Linked DNA regions of Mus musculus: all the other regions are linked to region 5. The links are chromatin contacts, called in public Hi-C, promoter capture Hi-C and targeted proximity ligation maps. All regions are on one chromosome and are shown on one strand. The core of a region is the stretch at or near the end of the contact, and the rest is flanking DNA. Distances in the headings are between cores, read along the strand shown.

Region 1 (2,700 bases), core at 71-2,570, 580 kb before region 5:
GCCTCTGCCTCTGCAGTGTGGGATAAAGGTGAGAGCCTCCAACGCCCACCTCTCTCTGTTTTTGGCTGGGCGTTAACAGTTTACTCTGGGTGGCCTCAGTTTCACTCTGTAATCCAGGTAGGCTTGAACTTGTGATCCTCCTGCCTCAGCCTTCTAAGGAGCCACCAGCCTGGCATGGAGTTGGATTTTGTATGAGGCATATGTTGGCTTAAGTGTAGAAGAGCCATTTGTCCATGCCGATTATTCACAGCAGAGCCTTGAGGACAAAGACATTTTAAGACAGGAGTGTGGAGAGGAGGCATTCCTGGGAGAGGCTGAGATTCCCAGAAGTCTGAGAGAACTCACTCAGATGAGAGGAGTCTGGCAGTGGCATGAGGGAGAGCAGATCAGAAAGACAACAGTAACTCTGGAGCCGGGAGTGGAAAAGACTCACTGTTTAATTTCATCAAACCAACACCACGGGAACACAGCGTTCCTTTAGGTGCCAAAACTGTTCTTGGGAAAGAGTTGTGAGCGGAACCTTGCGCTATAAAGCTAGCATAAGGAGGTGATACGCTAACCCTCCAGGCGCCCCCAGGGTCATCTCTGTGGAGAATGAGCAAGGCCCTCAGCTACAGGGCAGGCAGCCCATGAAAGACAGGCCACGTTTGTATTCACTCTAGACTAGGCAATGCTGGGGGGAGGGCTAGGGGGTGCAGGGGTGGGTGGGTCTAAAAAGCTAACCTGTGGAGCCACAGGTGGGAACTAAAAGGCAGAACTGCTGTCACTAGACGTTGTGGGGAAGACGAAGGATCTGGTCACTTCCTGGGTCCCTGGTGCAGACCCAGCCTGAAGCTGCAGCTCCAGGACAGGAATATGGCCAGCTTGCTGTCTGCTGTCCAGCCAGTCCTTAGTCTTTGCTCAAACCTACCTGGTTTTCCTTCTTAGAACAGGAGGTAGAGAATAAGGCTGGGTGCTGCTGGTAGGGTGAGCGGTGTACACAGGAGTGTCCCCAGGGCCCGGTGGCAAGCCAATCCCACCTGAGGTCTCTGTTCTTCATTCAGAAGTGCTGTGATCAGCAGGTTGAGTCAAAACTGGGAGGGGCTGGGAAACCCCTCTGGCAGGAGATTTCGAAATGAGATTTGGATTAGAAAGAAAACATAGTGGGAAGGGTTCTAAGGCACAAAAGAGACAGGAAGAACTCCCATTCTGCCCAGGTCTTCACAGGCCATTGGCTATGGGGGAGGTAAACAGGATTGCCTGGAACAGAGAGGCAGCAACTGAGCCAGAAGAACCCAGGCAAGCAGAGCGGATCCTTGCTGCCTCCTTTGACAGCAGCACCCTGTGCTGCTGAGCTCGCCCGCTGCAGAGCGCGCCTTCAGTCTAGGGCATGTCAGCACCAGCAAGGGGTAGATAAACCCCAGGACTCCCACAGGAGAGAGAGAGCTTTGGGGGAGAGGGGGACCTGGCAGGAAAACTGGGAGAAAAGTGTAGCCTCGCTGGGTGAACTGGGAAATGGAGGGAGGAGTAGGGGGGCTTGGATACTCAGCCTTGGTGGCCCCAGACAAAAAAGGATGGGTAGCTCTTCACCCTACAAGATGTTCCCTGCGCTTGAACTCACAGTAGCTGTCATGAGAAGGCCTTGGGTTGCAGGTGCCAGGCAGGAAGAGCATGGGGGGCGCAGGTTGGAAAGAGAGGAGGGAGAAGAGATTTGAGGTGGGGAAACTGAGGAGGTAGGAGAGGAATGACTACAAGAATTCCCAACTAGGAAAAGGTGGATGGGGCATCATTGAAAGAGCCAAAGGTAAAAGGAAGGTTGGTTGATGCTAGACGTGGTAACACATGCGTCTAATCTGAGCATGCAGGAGGCAGAGATGCGAGGCCTACAGGGAGACATTCTAAAGAGAAATAAATACACAACTCCAAGTTCAAAGGTAACCGAGTCGCAGCTCATGCTTCTCATTTAAAAGCGCCACAGTTAAGAGTCTGGCCAAGGCAGAGCCAGCTGGCTGTGGTAAATCCATTTCAGTTAGGTGGTCTGAGGTCAGCAGGACTTTAGAAGGCTGTTCAGGACCGTGCCACGGAAGCTGAGAGTGATCCGTCAGAACTCCGTGAGCGAGCGGCTCTGGACAAGAGGGGCTTATGATTCATGAGCTTGCCTTCCTGCCTCGTGCAGGGTGGGGACCCATCCAACTGGAATCACCGCCCAGCCTCTCCCAGGCTCCTTAGATGACAAGCCTTGGCATCCTTGGTCCACCCAACTCAGGCCCCAAGCATTTTGCCAAAGCATCAGTAAACAAGTGGGGGAGGAGGCCACGGGTCTTTGCGGGTTGTCTTGTTTCCTTCTTCTGTGCTCAGTACATGGCTCGTCGGGATGTCTCATGGGGCCTTCAACATTCTTTCCTCAAGGCTGCCGATCACTGTCTCTTGAGCTTGTCAGGATAAGCTGCTTGTTTTATATTATTTTGGACCTGGAGATCCAAGAATTTGCTTGAACTCTATGTGGAGAAACCGTCCCTCACGGCCAGCACGCCCAAGCTTCCCGGGGCTCCCGGAAACGTGACCTCACCTGCTTGCTTGTCTTCCTTGCCAGACTTATATAAAAATAGAATCTCTTTAGTTGTCACGTTCAGCATGTGCTTAGGCGTTTGTAGTTCCAAAGCCGTGAAACATAGTTAATCCACGCAAGTCTGCTCTCTGTCACTGCGGTTTACAGATGCG
Region 2 (2,700 bases), core at 161-2,660, 520 kb before region 5:
CAGTGAGCTGGTGGGGCATGTGCAATGAGCTGGTGGGGCATGTGCAGTGTGAGCTGGTGGGACATGTGCAGTGAGCTGGTGGGACATGTGCAGCGTGAGCTGGTGGGGCATGTGCAGTGAGCTGGTGGGGCATATGCAGTGAGCTGGTAGGACATGTGCAGTGTGAGCTGGTAGGACATGTGCAGTGAGCTGGTGGGGCATGTGCAGTGAGCTGGTGGGGCATGTGCAGTGAGCTGGTGGGGCATGTGCAGTGTGAGCTGGTGGGGCATGTGCAGTGTGAGCTGGTGGGAAATACAGCGCAGCTGGAAGGATTACTTGGAGACCAACAGTGAAATATTATTTGCTGGAATCTCCAAGTCTTAAGGCATGGAGACAGGCCAGGGGCAGTGTGTTTCCCTTGAGGTTTGAGCAGCCAGGCCCTGCCCTCAAGACTTCTCTAATCATTATGTCCAGCCCCACTGGAAATTAACCAGGCCCTGCCTTAAGGAAAAAACAAAACAAAACAAAACAAAACAAAACAAAACAAAACAAGCCAGGCATAGTGGCGCAGGCCTTTGATCCCAGCACAGGAGAGGCAGAGGCAGGCGGATTTCTGAGTTCAAGGCCAGCCAGGTCTACAGAGTGAGTTCCAGGACAACCAGGGCTACACAGAGAAACCCTATCTCAAACAAACGAACAAACAAAGAAAAGAAAAAACAAAACAACAAAACCCACCCAAGATGAAGCCACAGATTGCATCAGTCCCTGAGCTGCCCCAACATCAGGTTGCAAAATCCTTCCATTCTCAGAGCACTCTGGATAGTTCTGCCCCATCTCCAAAACCCTCCTGCTCCGTTCTTTGCTGCTTCTGAGCAGAGACAGCCGCCTTCCCTCCTGTCTCTTTTCCAATAACTCTCTTATGTGAGGTTTGTTGTAGGATGTGATTTCGTAGTATTTTTGGCTCCCAACTGCCAGGATACCTTTCTCCTCAGAGCTGTAACATTTACACTGGTTTTAGAGTCAAGTCAGGGGTCGGGTGTTCTTTCTTTGGCCTTTTTTCCCTACAGGATGGTAGTCCTAGAGCACGTGCTTAATATGTCCAAGGCCCTGAGTCCAATCCTCATCACCACCAAAAATAGTTTGTCAGACAACCTATTTAAATAGGACTCTTCTAGGAATCCGTTCAGTTTTTTGTTGTTGTTTGCTTGCTTTCAAACGACAAAAACCATAAAAATATTAGGGCTGGGTGGGCACGGTGGCGCAAGCTAAACCCCAGCACTGGGAAGTGGAGGCACAAGAATGAGATCACACATAAAGACTTGAGCACAGGAAGGCAGGTGCTTACAGAGAACAGCCAGAGAAAAGACTACGTTTCCCATAAGGCTCTGCATCTAGTGTGCTCGGTCTCCCGACAGGCCCTGCGTTCCTCACCCGCCAGCTTTTGCCTGAACCTTACAAGCTTCTGAGATGAAGAACCCGGAGGAAGCGGCAGACGGGAAACAGCGTATTCACCTGCGCCCTGGCTCGCTGCGTGGTGCCGCACCGGCTAAGCTGCACCTCCTGCCCTGCGACGTTCTAGTCAGCCGGCCGGCCCCGGTAGATCGCTTCTTCACGCCCGCCGTCCGCCACGATGCAGACGGTGAGTCCGAGCAGGCCCCGCGGCTCTCGGGCTTCGTGGCCCGCGGCAGACGCCACCCGTACATCCTCCCGTGGCCAGGCTGGCCTGATGGCTTTGCATGTCCCTCCTGCAGGGCTACAGGCGTCGTTTCGCGGTCGCGGCCTGCGGGGCGAGGAGGTAGCTGTGCCGCCAGGGTTTGCGGGATTCGTGATGGTGACGGAGGAGAAGGGAGAGGGGTTGATAGGGAAACTGAACTTCTCCGGGGACGCGGAGGACAAAGCGGACGAGGCGCAGGAGCCGCTGGAGCGGGACTTCGTGAGCAAAGGGAGATGGTAGGTTTGGGGTGAGGGCAGTAGCTGCTGTCCCGAGTCTCAACCCGGCCTTTTCCAGGACCGCCTTATCGGGGCCACCGGCAGCTTCAGCCATTTCACCTTGTGGGGTCTGGAAACGGTCCCGGGTCCAGATGCCAAAGTGCATAGGGCCCTAGGTTGGCCCAGCCTCGCAGCAGCGGTACGTATACTCAGGAGCCCTTTTCCTCCTCAGACTTGGTCAGTCCTTCTATCCGATTTGAATAGTGTCTCTAGTGATTTGGGGGCTTTAGGGCAATAAACACCACGGGGATCATGGCTCCGGAGGCCCAAACTCCCAGTGGTGGGGGGCATTCCCCACTTTTCTCTTAGACGAGGCTATCACCCTGAGCAGCTGGGTCCCCACCCAACTGCTGTGTATTATAAGTCACAAAGTAGAAGTGACTCCTGTTGCAGATTCACGCCCAGGTCCCTGAGGACTGAGAACCAGATCATGAGAATGACAGTCACAGATCCCTTCTCACCACTTGGAGCGACTGTTTCTATCCCAATAAATGAGATCTTCACAATGCCTGAGTCTGTGGGCACCTTAGCACCCTGAAGCTGCCATTACATGGCACCCAGTTTGGTAAGAACTCCTGATAGCTCTGCCTATATAAACAATTTATTTCTGGGGGCAAGAGGGGCCAGAACTTTGCAACCAGCGCCCACCCCACCCTCCAGCTCCTCCTTTATAAAAGAAATTTTTACAATCACCGGTCCTGTACAGAATGCTCCCCACCCATCTTAATGTAC
Region 3 (2,700 bases), core at 30-2,529, 730 kb before region 5:
CAATGCTCTCTTTGCATAGATCCTATGGGCAGACTGTGGGTTCCTGCCACTGGCTACTATTTATGCTCCTCAACATGTTCCTCTGCCCACAACTGAACTACTGGAATTTAGCAGGTTCTATGCCTGACTCTCGTTCTCATTCCACATGTTCTAAGGCACTTCTTTGGTTTCCTGAATACACACCAGCCCAAAGTCACTCTATCTCACTTAAACTGTAAGGTTTCCCATATACACCAAACATAAAGTTCTCCCAAAACTGTGTCATTCTCCCCTGCCTCAAATCTGCTTCTCTTCTAAACTCAGTTCCAACAGATGACACCTCCATTCACCAGGCCAATCAGACCGAATTCCTATTCAATCTGTCCACTTCTCTCCGGCCCGCTGCATAGAGAAACATGCATACTATTAGCCCTCACCTGGTTGCTTGGACCTCCCTCCCGATCTCTTGATCTCTGGTCCTACGTTTGACAAGCTCTCAACCCACTGATCTTCATAAAATATCATGCAATTCAAGTCACTTGCTTACTCAAATCCTTGGCTCCCTACCATCCTCATAACAAAGCCCAAACTTCTCAACAGGGCTTACAGCGCTGGTTCAGACCCAAGCCTATCTTACTGCTTCATGTCTCCGCTATGAGCTATTGGTCGATTGTCTGTACACGCTCGTCCCACCTCATTCACCCACCCAATGCATTGCTGTGAAGTGCCAGGAAGACAGGGAAGGCAGGAAGACTCCTGTCTTCTTAAAGCTTAACGTGGAGACGTCAACGTTTAACCCCAAACACCCGGAGGACGTCTTTAACCCGAGAGGCAGATGGCCCTCGAGGTCCTCCCGTACCCTCCGTCCTGGGCATCCCAAGACCCTGCCCCGCCCCCGGGCCCCGCCCTCACCGGCCTCGTAGCCGTCATCGCGTTTCTCCCGCTTCACGCGCCGCTCCGAGGGCTCCGCTTGGCTTCGTTCGCGACCGTGCGCGCCGCTGCGGGCCTCGGCTTCCGCCCCACGCCGCCCGCTCCCGCGCTCACTCCCACGCTCCCGGCTCCGCTTCCGTCGTTCGCCGCCGCTGCTGCCGCCGCCGCTGCTCCGGTGCTTGTGTTTCTTATGCTCGCGATGCCGTGGCGGCTGCTCGGTCGTGCCCCCAGTCCCGGCCGCAGCCGTCGTCCCGGCCGCCTCCTTCTCGCCACGGTGCTTCTTTGACGACCCCATGATTATTGCGTCCGCCTGGAGCCGGGCCGCTACCCTAGCCCAGACGACGCGAAATGGGAACGCTTCCGGGTCGCGCGACCGCCCCGTTCCTGTTGCCGGAAACTAAGAGGGGCTGTTTCCGGGGCCTGCCTGGGAACCTCCAAAGGCTCACGGGAGGGACTGATTGAGGGTGCGCGGTCCCGCCTGCCAGCTACTGGTCTCTGCGCACGCGCACCTGTAGAGACTGCGCCGTCCACCCTCTCGCGCCATCTAAGATGGTAGTCGTAGAGCCGTAAGAACTTTAGCATGGTACTGGGTCATCATCTCCGGAGCTAGAAGTTTCCCCTGCCTCCTTCCCCTTCCACTCTGATCGCTTCGTGGTGCTCTGTGCCTCAAGTCTCTCTGTGGGCAGCCCCCTCTCCAGTGACTGTCCAAGCAAGCTCCCTAGTGCCGGGGCTCCATCCAGAGTTGGAAAATACTCTTTCTTTTAGCGAACGCTACCGTCATCCTATGTCCCCTAGACTGATGGATTGGACCGTTTTATTATTATTTTTTAGACAGGGGTTTTCTCTGTCCTGGAACTCACTCTGTAGACCAGGCTGGCCTCGAACTCAGAAATCCGCCTGCCTCTGCCTCCCAGGTGCTGGGATTAAAGGCGTGCGCCACCACCGCCCAGCTGGATTGGACCTTTTTAACTAGGCTTTGGAGTGCTCTTTGAATTTGTGCCTATAAACCTGGTGATACTGAGTGATGGTTTGTTTCTAGTTTTCTTTTTTTGTAAAGGTAGGTCTAGTACTTGTTACTTACCCCTGGCTGTCTTCAAACCCACCACAGTCCCTCTGTCAGCCTCTCGTGTGCATGGCCACTCCAGGCTTGAGTGCAAATTCGGCACATTTGTGCATGTATATGCTTTCCCTCCTTTTTTTGTTTTTCCCGTTCTGTCTAGCCTGTTAACTATGTAGCCCAGGCTGGGATTACATGCTTTTCTCGACTTTTCCTGGGTTTCTGTTTGTTTGATTGTTTGTTTAGTTTGGTTGCTTTGTTTTGGGTTGAGTAAAGGGTTAAGGGTTTAAGTTAAGGGTTCACACACTCCCATCTGATAGTCGTTGCTCCTCTCTGGACTTCCGGTGTAGCACCTCGCTGGTGTGGTTTGGTGTGGGGGATGGGCACCTTTGAAGGTCCACCCCGAGACTGAGCGCCTTCAGAGGCAGGGTCCTGTTCACTAAGATTTCTAGGTCCCCTGGCATGTTGGGGAAAGCATGGCAAAGTCTCAGCGGATTCCTTTCCGGTGCCCCACGCCTCAGTAGAGAGACGGCTTGTTGAGAATGAGGTGTAGCCTGGGTTTCCAGGGCGTGGGGGAAACAGCTCAACCTCTGCCACCCACTTCCGCTACCTATCTCCGACCCACAGCCAACTCCCCTCAGAAGTCTCACACTGTACTTGGCCATAAAGCGTTTAATTTTTCTCTCGGGGACTGTAGTCTGGGTCCAGGGTTGGGGAGGGGCGTCTTCCAGGCT
Region 4 (2,700 bases), core at 41-2,540, 640 kb before region 5:
GGCCACGCAATCTAGCTAAATTAGTAATTTCCAGCGACAAACCCTGTCTTAAAACATAAGGTGAATAGGTACACACGAATATACCACATACATTACCACTCAGACAGTTAAATGAAATGAAGCAGATTTTTTTTTTTAAACGTCAAGGCAGAGCGGAGCATGGTAGTGTACACCTTTCATCCCAGAGCCTAGGAGGCAGAAACAGGCGGATCTTTGTGAGTTCGAGGCCTCATCTACTTAGTGAGTTCCAGAACAGTCAGAGTTACACAATGTGAGACCCTGTCTCAAAATGACAAAACAAAAACAAACAAACAAACAAGATGGAAAGAGGTTGGGTAAGGGAAAGTTAAGGAAGACCTGGTTATTGCCGCTAGCGGTCTGGGCCAGGCACGGGAACCCTGGACACGCAACCCTTTCCCGTCTAGGCCCGCCTTGAGACGTGGGCAACGCGAAGTCCCGCCCATTCACCCCTTCCTGGGCGCTGGAGGCACCCAGACTCCGCCTCCAAGGCATGATCTCCGCTGGGGGCGGAGGCGGAAACTGGGTGGGGGACTTGGATGGGAAGAGGCTCGGGAAAGGGCTGGCACTGGGCCCTAGTGTCCTCCGCGCCCAAGTTCAAGCTTGCCCGCCTTCCCAGGGGCTTCCATTCATTTCGAGCCAAGAATACTGCTGCCCTCTCCCCCATACTACTGTAGTTTTGCGCTGGCACGGCTTGGGGAAGCAGTACCCCAAGTAAAGAGACCACCTGGAGGCCGTGGATGTGGATGCAGAGGGAATTGGACAATTAATTTGGACAATTAATTAAGTTGGACGAGGGTCTGGAAACCTTGGATGAAGTTTTAGGATCATCTAAGTGATGATGGTTTAACACTGGATAAAATTCTGAAAGGAGTAGAATTTGAAGCTCTGAGGATTAAATGCCTAGTAGGTTCTGGGAGGCGCAGAATCGGGTTACACGGAGGTGCGAATGCACAGCATGGGATTCCGGAGGCACAGGTTAGATAGGGTCTAGGTGGGCAGAATAACATTTTGAGTGAAGGCCCGGGGTCCTTAGGTGAGTTTGGGGGCCAAGCATCAAGGTCAGTGGCCTAAGGATCCAAACTTTGGGAAACTCTGGCTGGGCGTCCGCAGGCGACTCCAGGCAGCGCCGCGGGGGACCGGGTGGGGGCCTGTGGCCGGCCGGGGCGGAGAAGCCGGGGGGTCGGGGTCCCTCCCCCTGGCGCGGGCTCAGGAATCCGCCGAAGGGCGGGCGGAGGCGCCGGGGTGGGCCGCGGCCGGCGGGCGGGCGGGGGGCGCTTCCTGGGGCCGCGCGTCCAGTGAGCTGCGCGGTCCGTCCGTCCGTCCGCCCGCCCGCAGGCACTGCTGGAGTCGACGCGTGAGTGGCCTCCAGCGGAGGGAGGGCGCGGGCCGTTTGGCGGCCGAGTCGGTGCTGCGCGGAGCGGGGAGGCCTGCGCTTCACGACTCGCGGGGCGGGGGCGGGGCGGTCCGGGATTGCGGGCCTGGGCCATAGGCCTGCGAAAGGATTCTGTCCCCAGCCCTGGAAGGTTCCAGCCTCAGCACAGTCCTGAGACGAGACAGCTGGGACCCAGGCTCCCCTTCCAGATAGAGGGAATGGGGGGTGCTGTGGCAGAAACCCCTGACTTCTGCCCACCACCTCCCAGCCTCAGGATGCTCCCTTTTGCCTCCTGCCTCCCCGGGTCTTTGCTGCTCTGGGCGTTTCTGCTGTTGCTCTTGGGAGCAGCGTCCCCACAGGATCCCGAGGAGCCGGACAGCTACACGGTGGGGACCGTGGGGTCACCAGCTTGGGATGGGATGGGAAGGACAGTGAGATCAGGATCCTGGGGAGGCTGCTTCTGGGCAAGATTCTCCCCGGCTTGGTTGGTGGAAAGCTGGAGGCCATTGTGTGGAGCTGACCCGAGCATGACTCTGAACTCTGGCCCTGGTCTTGGCCTGGCTAGTTGGTGGAGACAGCCAGGGTGGTCACTGGCCACATCGGGTTCCCTTCCAGGAATGCACAGATGGCTATGAGTGGGATGCAGACAGCCAGCACTGCCGGGGTGAGTCTCTGTCTGGGGTACTAGCCATCTTCAGGAACTGGGAAGGGGGTTGTTGTTTCCCAGGGATACCTTACCTCCCAGAGCTGCTGCAGGAACTTGATGGCCCTTTTCCCTGTCCAGCTTGGTAGCCAGCCATGCTTCCCTTGTGCCACTCAGTTAGGAGCCCTGCCCCTTCAAGAAGCTGGACAAACGGCCTCTATCCTGCAGGAGGGAAGGGAGCACCTGGCTATTGCCCAGAGAGAAGGAAATACGCACACCTTCCCTGGACTGCACTGTACCTGCCTAGCCCAGCTCTTTATCCCAATGCAGCCTGGGAGAGCCGTGCATGCCCCGTGGGTCGGCAGGCCCGCAAAATTTCTCTTGGGCAAAGGTAGAGGCAGGGATTTGAGGAGGCAGGAGAATGGAGATACCAGTGTGAAACAGGGGGCCCCACTCCCAGTCCTGCCAATCCCTGGCAGGGCTTCTGGGTCAGCAGCCTTAGTTTGCCTAGCAGAGAGAAAGTCTTGCTCTGTTGCTCAGCTTAGAGAAGGCCAAGTTGGGCATCTGCCTCCCACTACCTCCAGGGCCAGCCCAGGTGACTGGCTGTGCCCAGCAGGCCCCTCTCTGCAGATGTCAACGAGTGCCTGACCATCCCGGAGGCTTG
Region 5 (2,700 bases), core at 28-2,527:
AAACAAAGAGTCACTGTGTGCATGTATGATACAAATATATTGTCTCCACATATAAAATCATCAAAGAATCTGCCTGCCTCTGCCTCCAAAGTGTTCCCATACAAGGCGCCTGTTACCACGCCCACTGGACTTTCCTATAATTAAATCACCCATAGAAGGGAATCTTTTAGCACCTCCTGTTAGATATGTTTATGGGCCAGCCCACGGAGCAGTTCTTATAAGTTTGGAAAGCGCTTTCTAGGTCAACTCTCTCAGTACTATCCTACCTCCTTCCACCTCTACTATGTAGAAAACAGCCAATTTGAGAATGTCAGACCTGAGGTCCCACGTCGGGACTTTTACCAACTGACTTTCCCAAGAAGAAGCTATTGCTGGGGGATGGAAGTTACAGTACTCCCAAGCTATAGTTCGCCGTTGCTGCTACAATTGCGTCTTCCCCACCCCAGGCTCCTCGGGTCCCCGCACTTAGTTCTCTGGGATCGACTCACCCAAGTTGTAGAGCAGAAAGAGGCCCTGAAAAGCAGCCTGGCGGGGGTAGGGGCCTTTGCCCCGCGCGTAGCAGCGCCGCAGCGAACCGAAGCCTTCCTGCACCTGAGTCTGAAGCAGCACCGGGTCCGCGGCTCCGCGCGTCTCTTCTGGCCGCACCCGCGCCACCACGGCCAGCAGCGTGGCCAGCGCAGCCTCCAGCACTGTCGCTGCGTCCGCGTCGTCCACGCCCTGCAGCGACAGATCTAGCCGCACTGCGCGCAGGCGGTCGGCCACAAAGCTCGCCACCTCCGCGCACGACACGTCGCCGCGGCCAGCCACCTCACCGGCCAGATAACGCACGGTGGCTAAGAGCACTGGCGGCGGCCGCAGCAGGCTTGGCGGGGGCCGGGGTTTGCCCGCTGCCGGCCGGCTGTACTCCTTCACTGTGCGCTTGGGGTCGGCTCGGGGAGCGTTCCCACGGCCGCCTGGCTCCACCTCCAGTCGGTGCAGGCGGCGCTCGCGCTCGCGTCGGGCGCGCTCGGCGGCCGGGCACATGTCTGGGCACAGGCCCATGGGTAGTTTGCAGCCGGACATGGTAGGGGTGTGGGTAGAGGACGCACACTCAGCATCGCCGGGCCAGCGGAAGCGCGGCACTGCATCCTGCCGTGGGCTCGAGGGACAGACTCGAGCCCCAGTCTGGCCAAACGCAGCCTGCCGCGGCTTTCTCGATTTGCCGCTCCCGCGGCCTTTAGAAACGCCTCCCATAATCCATCGCGCCTGGCTTCGGTTTTCCCCCTTAAATCGTCCCATGATGCATCGGTTTGTAGTCCCGCGACGCAGGCCACACCTCCCCAGGGCTGGGATTTGTTGGTTTAGCTTTTTGTTCTTAGGGCTCTCGAAGTAGCAAGTCCTGCTTTACGTACGTGTCTATTATTTCTTTAACACACTCAGCTAGTGCTGCGTGCCTGTCATTCTTCATTGTTTCCCTATGCGTTTTGTTTTAACTGTGTACCTTTGCATGGTCTGGAAGTCACTATATAGACCAGGCTGACTCAGTAGAGATCCGCCTGTCTCTTTGCCTTCCAATTCCCGGATTAAAGGCGCGGCCACTCATTCATAGTTATTATTAGCATTCTGTCTAAGCTTCACTTCACAGTTAGCTGACAACAACCAGGTAGGCTCCACCCAACAGCTACCTGGCAACAGTCAGGTAGGCCTGACCCATTATAAAAGGGGCTGCTTGCCCCCTCCTCTCTCTTGCCTTCTTGCTCCTGCTCTAGTCCCTTGCCCCTCCCCCTCCCTGTGCTCATGGCCAGCTTCTAATTCTCTACTCCTCTACTTCTCTCTCCCCCCCTCCTCTCTCTGCCTTTCTCTGCCTCTAGTACCCTCTTAACTCCCCTTCCCATGTCCTGAATAAATTCTACTATTACCATCGCTTGGCTGGTCCCTCAGGGGGATAGGATGCCTTGGCAAGGGCCAGCTGAAGCACCTCAATGGAACATATTCCTCCTCTCTTTATCTTCTTATAAACATAATGGGTATGATGTGCCAGACACCGCTTATTCAACTCTGTTGGTACAATGTAAACTCAACCACAGACAATAATAAGCAAATGGACCTGGTTGTGTTCAGGCATGTGTTTTACTCACACGTATTTAAATTTTATGAGATTTTCACTAGTCAAAGAATCTTTTTTCTTCCAACCATAAAAAAAAAGAAAGAAAGAGAAGAAGAGAAAAGGAAAGGAAAGGAAAGAAAGAGAAAGGAAGGAAGGCTCTCAAGGGCCTTACAAAAAAGGCAGTGGGCCAGGTCTGGCTACAGACTCTGGTCTAGATGGGTGAACTGACAGGTTAGGGGCCCAGATGCCACTCACATAGAACAGATAGGCAGGATCAGAAGTTCAAGTCTAATTCCAAGGAGGCAGGCAGGTCAGAGCTGAGAAGTCTTTGCTTTTCTTATACTTGATCCAGTTAATACAGATATGGCCCCTGGTAGTCATACGAGCAGGAAGCACGGCCAGGTCCCAAAGAGAGCAGTGGGGGTGGCTGGCAGTGCTGGAGCTGACATCCCAGGAAGGGTCCACCCCTTAGGGCAAGTGTGTGTGAAGCATCTCTGCCCGCTTCAGGTACTCGGCTGCCTTCTTCTTCACACCTTCCCGGCGGGCAGGGGATGGGTCACCTGGAGGAAGCAGATGGCCCACCTACATTCAGAACCCAGGTCATAATGTGTCCT
Region 6 (2,700 bases), core at 59-2,558, 710 kb before region 5:
GTCAGAAGAGAACACTGGATCTGGAAAGGAGTTACAGTTGTGAGCCTCCATGTGGGTGCTGGGAACCCAACCGAAATCCTCTGGAAGAGCAGCCAGTGCTCTTATCCTCTGAGCTGTCTCTCCAGCCCCAGCCTGATCCACACTCTGCCACTTTTGACCCTCATCCTTGTCAGAAGTATGAATGGATTCAAATTGGATTCTATCTATCTATCTATCTATCTATCTATCTATCTATCTATCTATCTATCTATCTAAGAAAGAGTCTAATGTAGCCCAGGCTAGCTTTGAACTTGCTATACAGACAAGGATAAACTTCAACTTCTGATCCTCCTGCCTCCACCTCCCTAGCGTGGAGATTACAGTGCTCGCCACTGTGCCTGGTTTATTTGGTGCTGGACCCTTAACTCAAGGCTTCTTGCATCCCAGGCACGCACCCTGCCTCCTGAAACGTGCTCCCGGTGCAAGGGTAGATTTCTTAGACTTTTACACTTATTTATCTATTTGTGGATAGGCTGGGGTGTGTGGTCTGGGATGCATGTGACCACTGGGAGGATAACTTATAGTCAGTTCTCCCCTTCTGCCGTGTGAGTCTCAGCTGTCAAGCTTAGGTTGACGTTATGTTTCGTGGCTCCTTTACCCGCTGAGGTGTCTTGCCAGCCTCTAGGGTAAATTTTGAGAGAGTGAGTTGGTAATGACATCAGTTTGGAAACAGCTGGTATCCTGCTGAGATCTCAAACCTGAAGCTACTAAACTGTCTTCTTTCCCTCTTCCTGTCCTCCTCCTCTTCCTCCTCCTCCTCCTCCTCCTCCTTTTTTATGTTTGTTTTTTTTTTCAAGACATGATTTCACTGTGTAACTCTTATTCGCGTTCTCACGACCGGCCAGGAAAGAACACAACAAACCAGAATCTTCTGCGGCAAAACTTTATTGCTTACATCTTCAGGAGCCAGGAGCGCAAACCCCCAGCCCCAAAAGCGAAAGCCACCCCAATCTTACATCTTTAGGAGCCAGAGCTCCGGCGCGCCAAAGCGCAGAGCGCGCTCTATTGTTTACATCTTTAGGAGCCAGAGCGCCGGGCGCGCAGAGCAAGAGAGAATGGCCGAAACCCCGTCCCCTTTAAGGAGGAGTTATCCTTCGCTTAGGACGCATCACTCCCTGATTGGCTGCAGCCCATGGCCGAGCTGACGTTCACGGGAAAGGCAGAGTACAAGTAGTCGTAAAATACCCTTGGCACATGCGCAGATTATTTGTTTACCACTTAGAACACAGGATGTCAGCGCCATCTTGTGACGGCGAATGTGGGGGCGGCTCCCAACATGTAACCTTGACTGGACTGGAACTCACTCTGTAGACCAGGCTGGCTTCAAACTCAAAGATCCACCTGCCCCTGCTGGGTGCTGGGACTAAAGGCCTGCACCACACGCCTGACTGGTGAATTGTCTTCTAATTCTAAATCTGGTACTAAGTGCTCTAAGAAAGCTCAAGAGGCTCACTGGTGTTGTGGTGGCCCAGGGCGTCAGTAGTGCCGTGACCTCCAGCAAGCGTATGGCCTGGCAGTGGAGACTGACTAACCCTAAGGTAAAAAAACGGATCCTGTGAGGGGAGCCCCCATAGAATGGGTCTGCGTGTGCCAGAGGGAAGAAAATCAGAGCCATCGAAACATAGGGGCTACCATTTGCTGAAGTTGGGGTCGATCTGGAAAGGTGTCCCAGAAAACACAGGCAGCACCCACAGATAAGAACAGCTTTTGTAGTTTAAACTCTTTAAATGTGTAAGGATGTTTTGCTTGCGTGTATGTCCGTGCCCCACATGCCCAGAGAGTCCAGAAGAGGGCGCTGGTCACTGAAACTGAAGTTACAGATCGTTATGAGCCGCTATGTGGGACCTGGAAGCTGAACCCTCTGTGGTACACTCTCCCATCTGTGGTACACTCTCCCATCTGTGGTACACTCTCCCATCTGTGGTACACTCTCCCATCTGTGGTACACTCTCCCATCTGTGGTACACTCTCCCATCTGCTGAGCATCTCTTCCTGCTGGAGTAGCTTTATCTTGCTGGAGTAGCTTTATCCAGCACCTGGAGGAGCCAGTCATGCCCACTCCTCCTTTACCACCGTTCTCCTCCCATCCCTTTACAATAGGAGAGCAGGAGTTTGGAGTAGAGGGTGAGGATAGGAAGGACGCTTCCCTCTGTGCTCGATGGTAGGGGCTCCACTGGCCAGGAGAGCAGCAACTGTGTTGTTCTAAATCAAGTTCAGAGAGGCGAACACAAAGTAAGAGTGAGTCAAGCTCAGAGATCTGACGGTGACGTAAAACCAGTCACTTTATTTTAAATCACTCATTCATTTGTTCTATTTATTTTTATTGTTATTGTGTGTGCATGATAGGAAGGGGGTGGCTACTGCCACAGCATGTATGTGGGGTCAGAAGTCAACTTTGTTCTCTCTTGCCACTTTCATGTGGGTTCTGGGAATTGAACTCATGTCATCCGGCTTGCACAGAGAGCACTTTCCCCATTGAGTCACCTCACTATCCCCTATTTTATGTTTTAGGGGGGTCACCTCCACTATCTTACTCTGCAGCTCAGGCTAGCCTCAAATTTTCTTAAAGGTGTGTGCCTTCATGCCAGGCTAGCAGAGATTTCTTTAGTGACTTTAGAAGACTCCAACACTGGCTGCTAATGGGAAGTCAGATGGGGGTGG
Region 7 (2,700 bases), core at 33-2,532, 920 kb after region 5:
ATCTCTAAGCCCAACGCTCAAATTTGTCATCTTACTGTAAGTTTGCAGTCCACAGGAACACTTGCACACTTGTATAATGGCTGGCAGGATTTTTCCCCACTGAGGAGGGTGGGGAGGATGGACGGGGTAGACCATAGCTCTAAATTCAGGCCCTGTGTTTGATCCCTAGTGCCACACAATGAATGAATGAATGATAATGAAAAACAACCTCTTTTTGTTGTAACAGAGCAAGGTGTTACTCATACCAAAAAAGCGTCTCTCTTGTCCGTACTGCAGTTACAGTTTAATTACTCCAAGGGTACAGAAAGTTGATTAACCTCTCCATTTAGTCTTATTAACAAGGTGAGAGGCCCCACGGTCCCTCACAGTGACTATTCCAGAACAAAAGGTTTTACTTTATACATCACAGTAAAAGTAGTAGTAAGCTGTGCTCTTTTTGTATGTGTGTGTTTGGATGAATCACAACGGTTCAATGACAGCTTCCAAGGTAACAAAACCTCTCCAGGCCTCAGATGCAGGCCACTGTAGCCTGAGCTAAATCACCAAGGTAAGGACGGCAGGTTTCCCTCTGTGCCCCAGATCAGATGCTGAGCGGTAGAGACAGGGACTTCTAGCTCCTCACTATCGGCTCACAACTGTCTAAAACCACTAAATCCTGTGTAATCGGGAACGGAATTTCCAAGGGTCGGATACTCAGTCACCCCACAGTCACTACGAAAAGTGGGGGGAGGGGCGACATATGTATGCCTCAGGGAGCCCTGGTGACACTGTCCGCGCCCGCCTTCTCTGCAGTCGCGCGGGTCCTTTTCCCGGGCGCACACAGATGCCGTGTACCCCGAAGGCTGCTGGGGTGATCGGTCACCGGATCCCTCCAAGTTCGCAGCGGCCGACAGGGGCCTCTCCGCGCTGAGGAGGCCCGGCCCCCAGAAGCTTCGGGGCCCGGCCGCGGCCAGGCCTGTTCCCGCTCCACTCGGCGGGTCGCGGGGGCGACGGGCGCTCGCCATTCTCCCCTCACACGCCCGACCGCGGCTCTCACGCCCGCGCCTCGGCCGCCCGACCCGGCCCCCCAACCACTCGCTTCTCCCCGCCAACAGGCCTGCGCTGCCCCGGGGCCCCGGCCGCCCCTCCCCCTTCACCTGCTCCATAGCCTGGCCCGGAACCCCGTTGAATCGAATTCGTCCGCTCCGCGTTCCCAACCGCACGCGCCGCCTTCTGGAACCTACTAGAAGCTGCCGGGACCCCCAGGTTACCGCCCCTTCCTCGCCTGCTCACTGGTTGAACACGTCCAGGAGGCTCTGCTCGCCCCTTTTATAGGCTTAAAGTTCAGTCAATCATCGTGACTTCTCTTTCATTGGTTTTTTACGGGTCTTCTCTTCAGCCCTGCCTCCTCTGCACCTCCGGATTGGACACTCCGCGGCAAGTCCCGCCTATTTCAGGGCTAGGCTAACTGAGGGAGGAGCGGGTCTTGACGACACGGATTGGTTGGTTAGTCCGTCAATTGTAGCTGGCCTGGCCGCACCCATTGGTCCTGTTCTTTCTGGAAATTTCCACAACTCTCATTGGGCTGAAGGACTCCTAGACGGAACCGCCTTTCAGAGGAAACATTCAATTGGGTGGATGGGTGGGGAAAAAAAAAAATTTGGCCATTCCTGGCGCTGATTGGTTTATGCCGCTGCCCTGTAAGGGGGTGCTCGGCTGGCTGGTGGTTCGTGGGGAGTCGAGCATCTGGCCCGGTGTCGCCTAGGCTTTAACTACAGCGTTACAAGCTGTTTTCCCTGAGTCTGAGACTGTTGGCCCGCGCTTCCTCGCATCCTGACTATTAGGCCCGGAATGTACCCAAAATATTGCGGGCTATGACGGGCCTGCGTTGAATGTTCCCAAAATGCTGCGGGCCACGACAGGCCTCCGCTTTTCCGGCAGTGTCCTGGCGGACCGGCTGCTTGGCCCTTACTCTCTGAACTCAGCTGCAAGCTTTGGTCACCATGGCCTGCCAGCAGAAATGCTACTTGGGTTGCAGGCTTAGCGTGTAGCTTATGGAACGACAGAGACTGATGATCAGGGGTCTGGACAGGATTTGTATAAGGAACGTGGGCTGTGCGGTGCCATGTCTGTGCCAGTAGCACCAATGCATACCCTCTCCATCCGGTTACCCCTTATCTGTTCACTTATGCCTACCTAGTTCTTTCTCCTGCCTCACTTAAGATCGGAGGAAATGAGCGGTGGTGGCATACAGCACGCAGGAAGCAGAGGCAGGTGTATCTCTTAAGCTAGCCTGATCTACATAGTGAGGTCCAGGACAGCCAGAGCTATCCATACCAGAACTATATAGTGAGACCCTGTCTCAAGAGAGAGGGAGAGGGAAGAGGCAGAGTGCTGAAATTACAGGTGTGAGCCAAATGTGGCAAGAGTACTTTTTGGGTGACTGGAGATAGAAACAAAGGTCTTGTCTGTGCTACACAAGCCCTCTACCCATGAGCCTCCAACCTTCTGTTTGACAAAAAGAAAATACAAAGGTTAGGTTTTTTGGTTGTTTTTTTTTTTTTTTTTTTTTTTTAATTACAAAAGGCATGTATACAAAGTGCATGATTAAGCCAGGCATGATGGAGTGGACCTTTAATCCCGCACTGGGATGGGGGCTGGGGGTTAGGTAGATCTGTGTGAGTTGGAGGCCAGCCTGGACTACAAAATGAGTTCCACGAC

The links. Promoter capture Hi-C pulls out the DNA fragments that hold promoters and counts their contacts. Hi-C and Micro-C count contacts between places; a contact is called where the count stands out from the background. Capture Hi-C pulls out chosen DNA fragments and counts their contacts.
Region 1: a contact with region 5 is called in a Hi-C map of embryonic stem cells, with 2.7 times the contacts expected there. A contact is called at or near these places in 2 of 39 promoter capture datasets (both in liver), 1 of 484 Hi-C or Micro-C datasets (embryonic stem cells), 2 of 130 datasets of targeted methods (bone marrow-derived macrophages and embryonic stem cells) and 2 of 9 other capture datasets (adipose tissue and embryonic stem cells).
Region 2: a contact with region 5 is called in a promoter capture Hi-C map of liver, with 2.9 times the contacts expected there. A contact is called at or near these places in 7 of 39 promoter capture datasets (the C10 cell line, cranial neural crest, hippocampal neurons and 3 more), 1 of 484 Hi-C or Micro-C datasets (B cells), 5 of 130 datasets of targeted methods (double positive thymocytes, embryonic stem cells, large pre-B cells and 2 more) and 2 of 9 other capture datasets (adipose tissue and liver).
Region 3: a contact with region 5 is called in a targeted proximity ligation map of pancreatic cancer cells. A contact is called at or near these places in 4 of 39 promoter capture datasets (liver, neutrophils and pre-B cells), 2 of 130 datasets of targeted methods (bone marrow-derived macrophages and pancreatic cancer cells) and 1 of 9 other capture datasets (adipose tissue).
Region 4: a contact with region 5 is called in a promoter capture Hi-C map of liver, with 2.8 times the contacts expected there. A contact is called at or near these places in 7 of 39 promoter capture datasets (the C10 cell line, embryonic stem cells, hippocampal neurons and 3 more), 1 of 484 Hi-C or Micro-C datasets (embryonic stem cells) and 4 of 130 datasets of targeted methods (bone marrow-derived macrophages, embryonic stem cells and pancreatic cancer cells).
Region 6: a targeted proximity ligation map of forebrain shows a contact between it and region 5, with 4 times the contacts expected there. A contact is called at or near these places in 3 of 39 promoter capture datasets (liver and pre-B cells), 1 of 484 Hi-C or Micro-C datasets (CD4 T cells), 4 of 130 datasets of targeted methods (bone marrow-derived macrophages, forebrain, regulatory T cell precursor and 1 more) and 1 of 9 other capture datasets (liver).
Region 7: a targeted proximity ligation map of pancreatic cancer cells shows a contact between it and region 5.

What each region holds. Positions count from the first base shown.
Region 1 is chr19:5,537,826-5,540,525 of GRCm38.p6, forward strand. It overlaps the pseudogene Gm31166. Among named protein-coding and RNA genes, the nearest start is that of Ovol1, 21 kb to the right of the region's middle.
Region 2 is chr19:5,600,463-5,603,162 of GRCm38.p6, forward strand. Rnaseh2c (ribonuclease H2, subunit C) reads left to right here and starts at 1,411. Exons shown (of 4, transcript NM_026616.2): 1 at 1,411-1,618; 2 at 1,731-1,912; 3 at 1,988-2,107; 4 at 2,362-2,497. The coding sequence starts at 1,447. The coding sequence ends at 2,388. It overlaps Kat5 (K(lysine) acetyltransferase 5), which reads right to left. Exons shown (of 14, transcript NM_178637.2): 14 at 2,552-2,700.
Region 3 is chr19:5,387,424-5,390,123 of GRCm38.p6, forward strand. It overlaps Sart1 (squamous cell carcinoma antigen recognized by T cells 1), which reads right to left and starts at 1,280. Exons shown (of 20, transcript NM_016882.3): 1 at 892-1,280. The coding sequence starts at 1,204. It overlaps D330050I16Rik (RIKEN cDNA D330050I16 gene), which reads left to right and starts at 913. Exons shown (of 1, transcript NR_033224.1): 1 at 913-2,646. Tsga10ip (testis specific 10 interacting protein) reads right to left here. Exons shown (of 8, transcript NM_001373978.1): 8 at 2,624-2,700. The coding sequence ends at 2,639.
Region 4 is chr19:5,473,400-5,476,099 of GRCm38.p6, forward strand. It overlaps Efemp2 (epidermal growth factor-containing fibulin-like extracellular matrix protein 2), which reads left to right and starts at 1,291. Exons shown (of 11, transcript NM_021474.3): 1 at 1,291-1,375; 2 at 1,662-1,779; 3 at 2,009-2,057; 4 at 2,667-2,700. The coding sequence starts at 1,669.
Region 5 is chr19:6,117,309-6,120,008 of GRCm38.p6, forward strand. It overlaps Sac3d1 (SAC3 domain containing 1), which reads right to left and starts at 1,278. Exons shown (of 2, transcript NM_133678.3): 1 at 489-1,278. The coding sequence starts at 1,278. It overlaps Snx15 (sorting nexin 15), which reads right to left. Exons shown (of 8, transcript NM_026912.2): 8 at 2,091-2,646. The coding sequence ends at 2,555.
Region 6 is chr19:5,405,507-5,408,206 of GRCm38.p6, forward strand. It overlaps 4930481A15Rik (RIKEN cDNA 4930481A15 gene), which reads left to right and starts at 1,309. Exons shown (of 4, transcript NR_027938.2): 1 at 1,309-1,577.
Region 7 is chr19:7,038,744-7,041,443 of GRCm38.p6, forward strand. It overlaps Stip1 (stress-induced phosphoprotein 1), which reads right to left and starts at 1,283. Exons shown (of 14, transcript NM_016737.2): 1 at 1,137-1,283. The coding sequence starts at 1,145.